3 separate regions of the Sus scrofa genome follow, and all the other regions are linked to region 3. A link is a contact called in public HiChIP or PLAC-seq data. All regions are on one chromosome and are shown on one strand. The core of a region is the stretch at or near the end of the contact, and the rest is flanking DNA. Distances in the headings are between cores, read along the strand shown.

Region 1 (3,747 bases), core at 421-2,920, 290 kb before region 3:
GAGGCAGGCGGAGAACAGAAGCAGAGAGACGCATCCTCACCATTTGGTATGGCGCACAGGGCTCGAGAATGACAAATGAATATCTGCAACCGTTCTCTGCTTTCCAGCAAGGGAGCCCCATCTCCCCATTCATCCCAGGGGACATGCATGTCTGCATGGCAAGCCTCTGGGGGCAGAGCCCAGGAAAAAAGAAGTTCAAAAAAAAAAAAAAAAAAAAAGATGGACTGGGCAGTGGGGAGAGCCTGGGAGTGCCGTGGCAGGAAGCCATGCGGGCAGGTGAGTAGGGAAGGCCCCTGGAGCTGCCAGCAGGACCAGGCCCCTTGGGCAAAATAAAGGGGACCAACCAGGAGTGGTCTGGCTTCGGTCCAATAAACGAAGGCCCCTTCCCCAAGGAAGAGTGAAAGCACCATCCAGATCGTTTTAGCTCCAGGTTATTCTCTGAGCCCTTGGCTCAACAGAACAGGTCCAGGAGGGTTCAGCATCGCCATGGTTTCTGAGGACTGAGCTGCAGGTCTCCTGGGTTCCTGATTTCTTACTGCACTGCTCCTGCAGTTCCCATGGAGCTGGAGGAGAGCCAGTCTGGCTGGAGAGCTACACGGGGAGCACCCTGGGGGGGCCATCCCGAGACCCTAGAGTATCCACAGAGGACCCAGGTCAAAGAAAGGCCAAAAATAGCCTATTGAGAGGCTACTGCTGCCCAGAAAGACAGCAAATGCCAGGTGCTCTGGAGGCACCCTCCCAGCGGGCACCCAGCCCAGGCCTAGGCTCTGGCATTAGTGTCTGTCCCCAGAACTTCTGCTCTGTCACTGGAGTGCCCACCCCAGGGCCCTCATACCTTCTCCACGTTCTCCACAGTGAAGTCCAAGGCTGGTGCCGCTCCAGCCCCTGCAGCCCCCGGCTGCTCCTCCCGCCGCTCCATCTTTGCTCCCTCCCCAGCAGGGAGGTGGACCGTGACCTGTCTCCTGCCCCAGCCTCTTGGCTGCTGGCCCCCCTGCTAGACCCCGGCTTGGGTGCCCAGGGAGAGCTGGGGTGACAGGGGACCCAGGGCGAGCATGGCTGCCGAGGCCTCCCCACCTCGGTGGGGGGCGGGGGGCTTGCCAAAGGCCAAAAGGGGTGCCCTTCGGAGAAGACCCACGGAGGGGCACTCCTAGGAGAAAGCCACCGGTGCGGAGTTCGCAAGCGAGGGGTCCTAGTGGTAGGTCAAGGCTCTGTCCCCGGAATCTATGAGGAGAGAGTCACAGGGGAGGGAGGCCTGGGAGAAACCGAGGCCCCGGCCCGCCAAGGGTCACAGGGTCGATGGCCTGTACCCACAACACCCTCTTCTGAGTGAGCTCTCGGGTCCTAAGAGGAGGTCAAGGGGCTGGGGGGTCACGGGGGAAAGAGCCCTTCGCAGGTTACGCAGGCGTCCAACGAAGCGCGGGGCTGCAGCTTCGCAGGTCTGGGGCGAAGAGTCCGGAGAGTTGAGGGGCTGCGGCAGGTTCCCTCCGCTCGGCCCGGCCCGCGCTCTTCTCACCGCCGAGCTCCGGCCCCGCTGCCGCCGCTGCCTCCGCCCCAGTGACTGACAGGCGAGCCGGCCCGGCCGGGACGGGGCGGGGACCTCAGAGAGGTGAGGGCTGCCCCGAGCGCCTGTCCTCGGCACCGCCGACACAGACGCCGTCCCCCCCGACCCGGCTCGCCTGCCCTGACCCGACCCGGCCCGGCGCAGCCCGGCACGGCCCGGCGGAACTGCGCGGCAACTCATTCCGGGTCTCCGCTCCCGTCCTCGCGCCAACACGCGCGCCCCCGAGCAGGCGACGGAGCGGCGCGCCGCTCTAGGCCCCCGCCGAGCCAAAGGCCCCGCAGCTTTGCACCCTGGGAAATGTAGTCCGTTTTGCGCCCAGCGAGAGGGCGGCGCCTGGTGGCCGCGGCCGGGAGCACGTGGGCTTGGGGCTGGCGGAGCCCAGCCAACCCCAGTTTTACCGCGGCTTCCAGCGCTCCCGGTCGGACCGGCGGGCGGCGCTGCGGGAGGGCTCCCTAGACGGCTGTGACTCAACGGGTTGATGGATGGCGCTGGGAACCCAGGCTGGAGGATAAGGTGTGTGTTGGGGAGAGGAATACAGGGGACCCCGGTCACTCTGGTGCTCCGCCGCGGGCACCACCTGGGGCCCGGAGAGGGGCCGTCTGGGAAGACGGCTTCCGCACCACCCTGAGAAGAAACGAAACTTGGCACGCCTCCGTAGTAAAAAAGGGTGGCTCTCGGGGCCACCCATCGAGCAACTGGGAAACCGCGTACCATGGACAGTGCTCGGAGAATTTCCTAGGGTTCTTGGGAGCAACTTCTGTTTCTGAGTGATTAAAGTAAGAATAGTTCCCATTGAAGTGCTAGCATCAGTGCTTTGCATATCTAAGGTCCACCTCTCTCAGCACCTCCGTGGTGGGTAATTTTCATTCATTGTTTTCCGGGGAGGAAGCCAAAGTTGGAGAGGGTCGCGCTTACCTCGTCCCTGGGCACACAACTCGGGTAGCCGAGACCAGCCCCACATCTGACTGGCTGCAGGCAGACCCAGCAGTCCCTGCCCCTTACCCTCCGCTTGACCTTTTCTTAACGCTTGCCAGGGAAAGGAAGTAATCGAACGGGAAAAGACCTCTCCCTGCGCTTGTGCTCAGTGGAGGAAGCGGGCCATAGGACTGAGGCCTGAGAAGGTGGGTGAAGGCCTCCCTGAGAAAGTCCAGAAACTGGCTCTGAGTTTGAAGAACAGCAAGACTGGGGAGGAGGGAGGCTTGATGAGCTGTTAAGCAGAGTCCGGTGGGGATCTAGTCATTCGACAAACCTTTAACAAGAAAATGCTTGACGTACAGATAGTTTGTGTTCACTTTAAGAGGGAATGGGGGCCGGGAGGAAGGAGGGGGATGAGTAACAGAGATGAGGTTGGAAAGACAAGTTGGGAACAGTAGTCTCTTGAAGGAATTTAGACCTTATCCTCAGTGCAGTATGAAACCACGATGGGGTTTCAAGTGGGCAGTGATGACTGGATTTGCATTTTAGCCTCTCTCTGTCCTACGTAGGATACATTGAAGGAGGAAGGGGTAGAGGCTGGGGTGTTTGGAAGGATGAAGCAGGAAGCCAGCCTAAGGGAGCTGATTCCAGGTCTGTGCACAGGGCTGTGAAATGCCTTGGTCCCGAGCCTGAGATTTCATTGTGGAAGGTGTGGAAGGGGGAAGGATCAAGAGCACAGATTCTGGACTTAGGTCTGTGTTCAAAACCTGTCTCTGCCACTTTCTAGCCATAAGACCTTGACTTTTTTGGAACTCACTTAAAAAAAAAAAAAAAAATGAGGACAGTAATTCCTCCAGGGAAGGACAAACTGAGAGGGTATATGACTAGAGTGCAGTCTAGAGGCTGCATCTTGGTCAGTGTGAATTTTCTTCTTGCTTCCAATCCATGGCTTCTTTCTGGTGCCTGGGGGTCCCCATGGCAGAGAAAGAAGCCAAGTCTCACTAACAATGGCTCCAGAACAGACTTTATAAAACCGCCTGGGACAGACGGATGGAGTGAGCCTGGGGCAGAGTTGGGGGCATTTCTGGGTACCAGTCCAAAGGGGCTTCCAGGAGATGTGGGTGGGAATCCAGGAGAGCTTAGAGCCAATTGGGAAATGAATCTTTTTGAGCTACTTACAGATGGGTTTGTCTCTCCTCTGAAGGATAAGAGTAGGACATATAGGGGCCGGAACCCGTGGCAACACTGGGAGGGGTCCCCAAATTGAAGAG
Region 2 (3,875 bases), core at 780-3,279, 310 kb before region 3:
GCGGCGGAAGGCGCGGGGCATTGTGGGTGCTGTAGTTCTCCTGGCCGCAGGCCCTTGCAATGGTCTTCCGGTTCAGCCCGCCACGCACCCTCAGAAACACTGACCCTCCGGAAAATGACTACCCTAGTTTAAGCAGTTCCTGTCCGCCTACAGTGTGAAGCACTGCCTGTGCACTCTATCATCTGGGAGGCGGCATTATGTGGTTTTTAATTTAAGTGTCCAACTGTCCAGGTTCGAATATTGTGCTCTGCCATTTACTACTGAGACTCTTGGGACACTTATCCTACGTCTTTATAGCTGTTTTCTCATCTGCAGAATGGGCATTGTAGCGATAGCACTCCTAAAAGAATTGCTAGGTACAGTTAATTTAGACATAAAATTTCTTAAAAGTAGTCCTTCACACAGCACATATACTAAGCATTCGCTATTATCCTCACAGCAGTCTGTCAACCAGCCAAACCCTGGTTCACCAACTGCTACATACTGAGAGTTTCCGGTCTTTGGAGTAAGAGCTGTCCCATTTACAGATGAGGAAACTGAGGTTCAAAGACGCTAACTGCCAGTCTAACAAGACACAGCAGTCAGCGGCATCACTGATACCAAGCCCAGGTCTGATTTTAGAAGCTGTTCTTCAGACCCCTCATCCTTCCAAGTTATAGATGCTACACTTGTTCCCCGCAGGGCGGAGGAAGACACCTGGGTGCTACGTCATGGGAGAAAAGGACAGAGAGTATGTGAAACATCTCCACATACCTCAGGAGAAGTGAAAAATCAAGAGTAAGGTAAGATGGGTCTGAGGAGGGGTAAACGGGAAAGACGGACCTCAGGATGACATGAAAGAGGGGCTGATGCTGGCTGGTGAGGGAAGAGACTGAATGAGGATGCAGAACGGGGGACAGAGCATGGGTGCAGAAGTTGGGAAAAGAACAGGAAAGGGAGACAAATGTGGGAATAACCAGTTCTCCCATCACCTGCAAGGAGGCTCATGGCTCAAGGCTGGGAGTGAGGAGAACCAGTCCTGCTCTTGAGATCGAACTTAAGAGAAGGCTCGGTGCCTGAGCTGAGAGGCAGCCAGCAAGGAACTATGGCTGCGGGCACAAAGGGAGGGAGCCCTGCTAAGGGAGCAGGGCAGCAGCTGGACAGGAGCTGTCCTTGGTCCTGACCAGGCCCTGCCCATCATGTACTGGTCAGGTATCAGGGGTGGGGAGCTACCGCTTTGCAGACAACGCTTAAGGCCTGCCTTCCTCTTCCTCTGGGGGCTGCCGTGCATCCTCCCCCACAGGCTCAGTCCCACTTTCTCTGTTCCTCCTCAACCAAGGGCAAGTTTGGGTGTTTCCCTAACCCCGCACAAGAAACCCAGCCTGGAATTCAAAGCTACTCCGCATTTCTTCCCTCCCAAGTGGACCTGCCCCATCTCACTTCCAGCCCAAAGCCCCAAGTCCTCCACCTAGGAAACACCTATTCCCTTCAGAAATGAAACTTGCTCCATGCAGCCCTCCTCACGGGTCCCATTCCCCCAGCTCAGCTTGAGACTAGGTCGCCTTTGTTGAGACAGAATGAGAGGCTTGGTACTCAGCATTGTTGATTACATCAATGTGTGCATGCGTGAATAATGGGACGAACTTAACTGGACACCACTGCAGTCCCCACCTGCCGGAAGGGCAGGGCAGTTCTCGGAATGGTTCCCGCCTAGGCAGCTTGACTAGAGCAGTGCCCCTTCCACCCTAGGAGCTACAGGTTGGCCCCAGCACTCCCTACCAAGGCCTGGGTTCCAGCATCCCCCCATCCTTCCCCCAGGTCTTCCAAGGTCACCCCATTAGGGGGTAGTGGCAGTGGAAAGGAAGCGGAGACAGCAGTGCAGTGAGGACTCAGGTTTACTCTTTGGGGGCTGGGAGCGGTAAAGGAGGAAGTGTGGGCGGGACGGGGGCGCCCCTCAGTAGTCAGCTGTGTAATCTGTGCCATGCAGCCCCCGGCACAGAAGTGTGAATTCCTTCACCATCTCCTTCACTCGCCTCTTGTTTACCCGCTCGCTGAAGGAGCAAAGGGAGAGCAAGTTAGCACATCCACCCTGGCCTCCTCTGCCCCCCGCCGGCTCAAGCCCAGGCCCTGCCAGCTCTGCTCACCGAAGAATCTGTTGGCTGAAGGTGTCCTTCTGTTCAGGGCTGAGGCGGGCAGAGGGAAAGCCAGGTGACTGAAGTGCCTCCTTGATCCACACACTCAGGAGGCTGAAGCAGTGTTTGTTCAGAGCAAATAGGATGTCGGCAAAGCAGTCCATGAGGCTTCGGGAGGCCTGGCCCCCGATGGCCTGAGGGAGATGGGCTCTCAGCACACCAGGGCCTTGGCCTTTCTGCAGGAAGGATGCCCAGCCACAGGCACCCACTCCCCTGACAGGTTCTCAGCCCAATGCACCTAACAGTGCGTGCTTTTTAAGAGCCCGCTGATCCTCACAGCAGCCTAACAGCTCTCAGCCATTTGCTTGATGAACCAACAGGACCGGAGAGTTTAGGGAGCCAGAGGCTCAAGCTCCCCAGGAGGGCAGCTGCCTCCGCAGTGAAGGCCGCCCCACCCCGCTCCGTGCCCCGCTTGCTCCCTCTCACCTCCAGCACTGCTATGAGCAGCATGCGGCCGTCCTCCTGTACCACCTTCCCCACAGGTTCTACCTCCCCGCAGCGAGGCAGCAGCTCTGTCTACAGAGGGTGGAGAGGCCCGTCAGCCCCCGCTCTTTCCCCCTGTCTCCCTGGAGACGACACCAGCACACCACACCCTGACCTTCTGGAGTCCTGGGCAGGGCAGGCTGGGTATAGGGGTGGCGGGGGGTTAAGGGTTGGCGTGGGACTCACAAAGAAGCCACAGGAGGCCTTGACAGTAGGTGCTTCGGGGAACTTGAGGGCCAGCACAGCTGCGAGAGAGGCAGAGACACATGAGATGGGGCCCGAGCGTCCTCCCAAGGGGGCCCCAGGCCCCCCTGGCCCCTGGCCCCACTTACCACACTGGAACACAGCTTTGACATCCAGGCGTTCACACAGGAACAAGTCGGGCTTCCGCTTCAGAGCCTGCAGGATGTGGAGCTGGTAAGCCCAGCCCCGGCCAGCTCCAAGGACCATTCCCCCCCACTCACCTGCCACCCAGGCCCCAACTTTACACACCACGAGGAGAGGCTGCCAAAACCAGCCACCCGGCCGTCTCTGGGGGACCAGAGTTCAGCAGGTCCGGAGGGGAGTGGCCGAGGGATGCTACGCACGTGTATGTGTACATGAGTGCACAGGCGAATGGGAGGTTGGGGTCACGATGCAGAAAGTCTGGGTCCCGAGTCACCCCTGAGCAAACACCTCCCCACCCCACCCCCACTATCAGAGCCAGACCTCCTGCAGGCTCCAGGTTGCCAGCAGTAGCTTTGCTTTGATTCACAAGGGCAGTGGAGGCCCCCATGGGTTTGTTAACAGGGCAGCAGGAAGAAGAGGTGGCAGCTGGACCAACAGCCCCACTCCTGTGTCCCACCTGCATTCCTGAGACACCCTTCAGCTCAGGAAGAGGAAAAGCAGGGCAGGACTCTGGAGGCCAGGCCGCCCCTTTTCCTCAAGAGGCCCTGTGCCCAGGCCCTTCTCCACTGGACCCAGCCCGGAAGCCAGGGCTGCCAGGCTGCGGGGAGTGGATGGAGTACAGGGGCAGAGAGCCCACCCCAAGTGGTACCAGGACTGGCACATCCTCAGGCCACAGGAGATGCTCTGCACAGCTCCCACAGTCCTCAAGCACTGCTGTTCTCCAGCAGCCCCCAACGCACGCCACACGGACCCCTAACCCGCCAGCCCTCACACCCCTGCATGTTCACTCCCCCGGGTTCACGCGTGTGCACACAGCCCCCCATGCACCCTCAC
Region 3 (4,130 bases), core at 186-2,685:
CATGGAGCAAAACTGACTGAGGCTGAAGGAGAGAAGACCAGCCCTGGAGCCCGCATCTCTCTGGCTTCCAACTAACCAAAAATAAAGTGTGCTCCTGGCCAGGCACTTTCATGCACCTCACCAAAACTTTGCATGGTAGGTATGCTGTAAGCCCTGTTTTACATACCAGGAAATTTGCCCACAGTCATGTAATATGCTCCCAGTACTCCTTCCATTACTCTATGCTGCCTACATCATAATCTCCACTTAGTCTAAACCCTTTGCAAGGGCAAATTCAAGTGTAGAGCAACCTGAAGTCTTACTCCATTTTGAAGACCCTCTTTTTTAAAAAACACAAGTTATCTTCCTTTTGCAAATTTTACAAAAACATATAATCATGTGAACACAGTGACGGGGCCCTGCCCCAAGCCTTGGAAGCCCCTAATGGGGCTTCAACTGCCCCCCACGGCCTTACATATCTTTATAAGCCTACAACTCTAGAACAATGCAGGGTACAGAGTAGGCATTCAGTAACTGCTGAATAACTGATTTCTTCGGCCGTACCTCAATTGCTCATTCCCTTTCTTTTACCCTAGGATTCCCTTCCCCCAATCTTCTCCCTGGGGAAAGCTCCTGTTCCCTGACACCCTCCTTCCCCCATCCAGCAACAAAGCCTAGTGGCTGAAGAGAGCACTGGCCCCGGAGTTAAAACTCTGAATACAGATCTTGTCTCTGCCAGTTATTAGCTGTGTGACCTCGGCTGTGTAAGCTGCCCGAGTCTCAGTTTCCCCTCCAGTAAATGGGGATCCCAACCTCCTTGCCCTGCAGGGTTGCCGTGATTAACTCAGATGATGCAAGCGAAACGTTTAGCACCAGGCCTGGCACTTATCAACTCAATAAAGGGAGCTGTTGCTAACAACCACCTCAAGCTCCCGCCCCCTCCCTTCGCAGCGGCTCCCGCGAGTATCGCTCCCAATGCAGTCCCCCGCTCCGAAGGTCCCCAAAGCTCACCTCGCAGACGCCCAGCCCCTCCCGGCCCCGCCGCCTAGGCGAGTGAGGCCCGGCCGCAGGAAGAAGAAAATAAGGCCCAGTAGACCCGCCCACCCTTCCCGAAGTCCATTGGCCGTGAGAGATTGGAAAGAGCCAATCTCAGGACCCATTTCAGAAGCTCCTGCTCCCAATGGCCGAGAACCATGCCTATCACTCGCCGCTGAAGGCCACCCTCCGCCCCTCCCCCACCGAAGCTCACGGTCACGGCTACAGCAGCAACAGACCGAAAGAATTCAAAAACCCTGTGGTTCTTACTTAAAGCCCGCCGCCCCGGCAGGGCTAAGGCCCGGCCTCTGCTGTCGCCACTAGCCGATCCCACTGCTTTTCCAGCCGGCGAACGACGAAGCTCCGCCTTCTCTAAAGTCGGCCTCTGCGCAGCCGCATAGCGCTCCACAGAGTCAACCAATCCGAGGGCTTCTATAAGCCTTCAAACAGCCAATGAGCGCGCGCCGTAGCCGCCCCAAAGTCCGGGCAAATCAATCTGCTCAGCCTATGAGCGCTGGCTAGCGCTGTTGCCAGGAGGAAACGCTGTACCACTCGGGACCGCGGCCACTGAGCATCTCGGCTGAATTGGCGAGCTGGCCAATCGTAGACAGGCTTCTGGCCGCCCGTAGCTAATCTCGATTGCAAGAGGCGAGTGCCTAGAAATGAGATGGTCGCCCAGGGTAAAGGCGATGATGAAGCTATTGTAGGCAAGGGTGGGGACAGTCTTTTGGGGGTGAGTAGAACCCTTGTCTGAGGGGAACGTGCACTGAGGACCCAGAGGGGCAGCTTCCGAGGTCAAGGAGTTTCTGATACAGTGACCGACCTGCCCCGGTTTGCCTGGTACTCAGTTTTAAAACGCAAAGTCCCGTGTCTTGGGAACCCCCTCGTTTGCCCACAAACCGGGACATTCGTTGAAAAGAGCAGTCAGTTCCTAAAGGGAAAGGAACTCTGAGGGTCATTAGGACGAGTCCTGAGGGGGGATGTCCTTAGGGTCATTAAAAAGCAGCTCCTCGGGGAGCAGGGATTTGGGGTCATTAGGAGCAGCTCTTGGGGTGGGAGAAGATCCTGGGAGTCATTAGACACACTTCTGGAGGGTGAGGGGGTTCTTGGAAGTCATTAGCAACTGTTCCTGAGGGGTAGTGAGTCACTCTAAGGAGCCCCCAGATTGTCATGGGTGATGGAAGGAGGCATAACTCTGAAAAGTAGAAGACCCACAACCAGAGTCATAAAAGATGTACAAAATTACTTTCTAGTGCTGTAGTGCACTAGAAAGAGCTGTGGAGTCAGATCTTGGAGTTCTCTTGCGGCACAGTGGATTAAGGATCCAGCATTATCACTGCAGTGGCTTGAGCTGCGGCTGATATGGCAGGGGTTCAATCCCTGGCCCAGGAAATTCTGCATGCCATGGGCGTGGCCAAAAAAATTAAATTAAAATTGTTTTAGGAGTTCCCGTCGTGGCGCAGTGGTTAACGAATCCGACCAGGAACCATGAGGTTGCGGGTTCGGTCCCTGCCCTTGCTCAGTGGGTTAACGATCCGGCGTTGCCGTGAGCTGTGGTGTAGGTTGCAGACGCGGCTCGGATCCCGCGTTGCTGTGGCTCTGGTGTAGGCCGGGGGCTACAGCTCCGATTGGACCCCTAGCCTGGGAACCTCCATATGCCGCGGGAGCGGCCCAAGAAATAGCAACAACAACAAAAGACAAAAAAAAAAAAAAAAAAAGAAAATTGTTTTAAAAAGAGCTATGGAGTCAGATTTGTGTTCAAAATCAGTCACTCCCTGGAGTTCCTGTCATGATTCAGGGGTAATGAACTAGTATCCATGAGGACGTGGGTTCCATCCCTGGCCTTGCTCCGTGGGTTAAAGATCCAGGGTTGCTGTGAGCTGTGGTGTAAGTCACAGACAGGGCTCAGATGTGGTGTTGCTGTGCCTGTGGCCGGCAGCTGCAGCTCCAATTTGACCCCTGGCCTGGGAACTTCCATATGCCTTGGGTGTGGCCCTAAAAAGACAAAACAAAAACAAACACAAAACAAAAATCAATCATTCCTCGGAGCGTGGGTTTCCCATCAGTAAAAAGAAAAAGATAATAATACTTGGCAGGATTGTTGTGAAGGACGAGAGTTAATATGTGTTGGCAAAAAGTGCGGTATTATATAGAACAAAATGGATGAGATGGACATCAATGAATTGCGATTTTTTTAATTGGATACCCTGATCATTTTGATTTAGACCTTGGGGCTGGGCACACGCGCTCCTTAAAAAAAACAAACTTGTTCTGTTTCAAGAAAGAAAAGGGAGAGGTTCCCTGATGGCTCAGCGGGCTAAGGATCCGTCATGGCCATTGCTGTGGCTCAGGTTTGACCCCTGGCCCCCGGACATGCACATGCTGTGGGGCAGCCAAAGACCACCTAGTAAGGTAATATATTTGATAAAAGATTATATTGGGTAGCTCAGAAAATTGGGAAGAGTCTGAAGAATCCAACCTGGCGTATATGGAACCAGGAAAACCACCCCAAGTCATACCATAGAATTCATCCACTACTCTCCCCAAACATGAGAGGCTGTAGCTTGCCTCTCAAGACTCCACTGTCCTGTGCATGGACACAGCTGCTGGCACTGCTGTGGCTACCAACTGCTTCCTGAATTTGATCATGTTACATTTCTCACCTCTGCCAAAAAGAGTTTTCCAGGATCACTGTTACTTTGTATCAGTAGCTTCCAGTTGGCGTGTGCACATGATAGGTGGAACTAGATCGAGTTCTCCTGACATCCTCCCAGGTCTCTGACCAGTTTATCTCAGCCACCCTTTTAAGCTCATCTCTCGTTTCCCACCCCTTAAATGTTCATATTTGAAGCAAAGTTAATCTATGGTGAAAGAAGTCCAAGTTGGGGTTATCTTTGGTGGGGTCAGGGTGGCATAAAGAATACTTTCGGGGTGTTATCGACATTCTATTTATTGATCTAGACAGTGGTTATTACACTGGTATTTCACATTTTTTGTTGAGTTGTATACTTTTTTTTTTTTTTTTTTGTCTTTTTAGGACCATACCTGTGGCATATGGAGGTTCCCAGGCTAGTCGAATCGGAGCTGTCGCTGCTGGCCTATGCCACAGCCATAGC

The links. HiChIP or PLAC-seq counts read pairs in DNA pulled down with a chosen protein or histone mark.
Region 1: an H3K27ac HiChIP or PLAC-seq map of alveolar macrophages shows a contact between it and region 3. The contact joins the promoter of IPO13 here to the promoter of KDM4A in region 3. A contact is called at or near these places in 3 of 5 promoter capture datasets (fetal liver and liver) and 2 of 2 datasets of contacts at active chromatin or transcription factors (alveolar macrophages and skeletal muscle).
Region 2: a contact with region 3 is called in an H3K27ac HiChIP or PLAC-seq map of alveolar macrophages. The contact joins the promoter of DPH2 here to the promoter of KDM4A in region 3. A contact is called at or near these places in 3 of 5 promoter capture datasets (fetal liver and liver) and 1 of 2 datasets of contacts at active chromatin or transcription factors (alveolar macrophages).

The regions. Positions count from the first base shown.
Region 1 is chr6:167,346,135-167,349,881 of Sscrofa11.1, forward strand. IPO13 (importin-13) reads right to left here and starts at 1,671. Exons shown (of 19, transcript XR_298727.3): 1 at 836-1,671.
Region 2 is chr6:167,325,731-167,329,605 of Sscrofa11.1, forward strand. It overlaps DPH2 (2-(3-amino-3-carboxypropyl)histidine synthase subunit 2), which reads right to left and starts at 2,030. Exons shown (of 6, transcript XM_021096833.1): 1 at 1-2,030. It overlaps IPO13 (importin-13), which reads right to left. Exons shown (of 19, transcript XR_298727.3): 15 at 2,987-3,053; 16 at 2,841-2,899; 17 at 2,598-2,687; 18 at 2,124-2,305; 19 at 1,857-2,030.
Region 3 is chr6:167,640,946-167,645,075 of Sscrofa11.1, forward strand. KDM4A (lysine-specific demethylase 4A) reads right to left here and starts at 1,436. Exons shown (of 22, transcript XM_021096835.1): 1 at 1,285-1,436.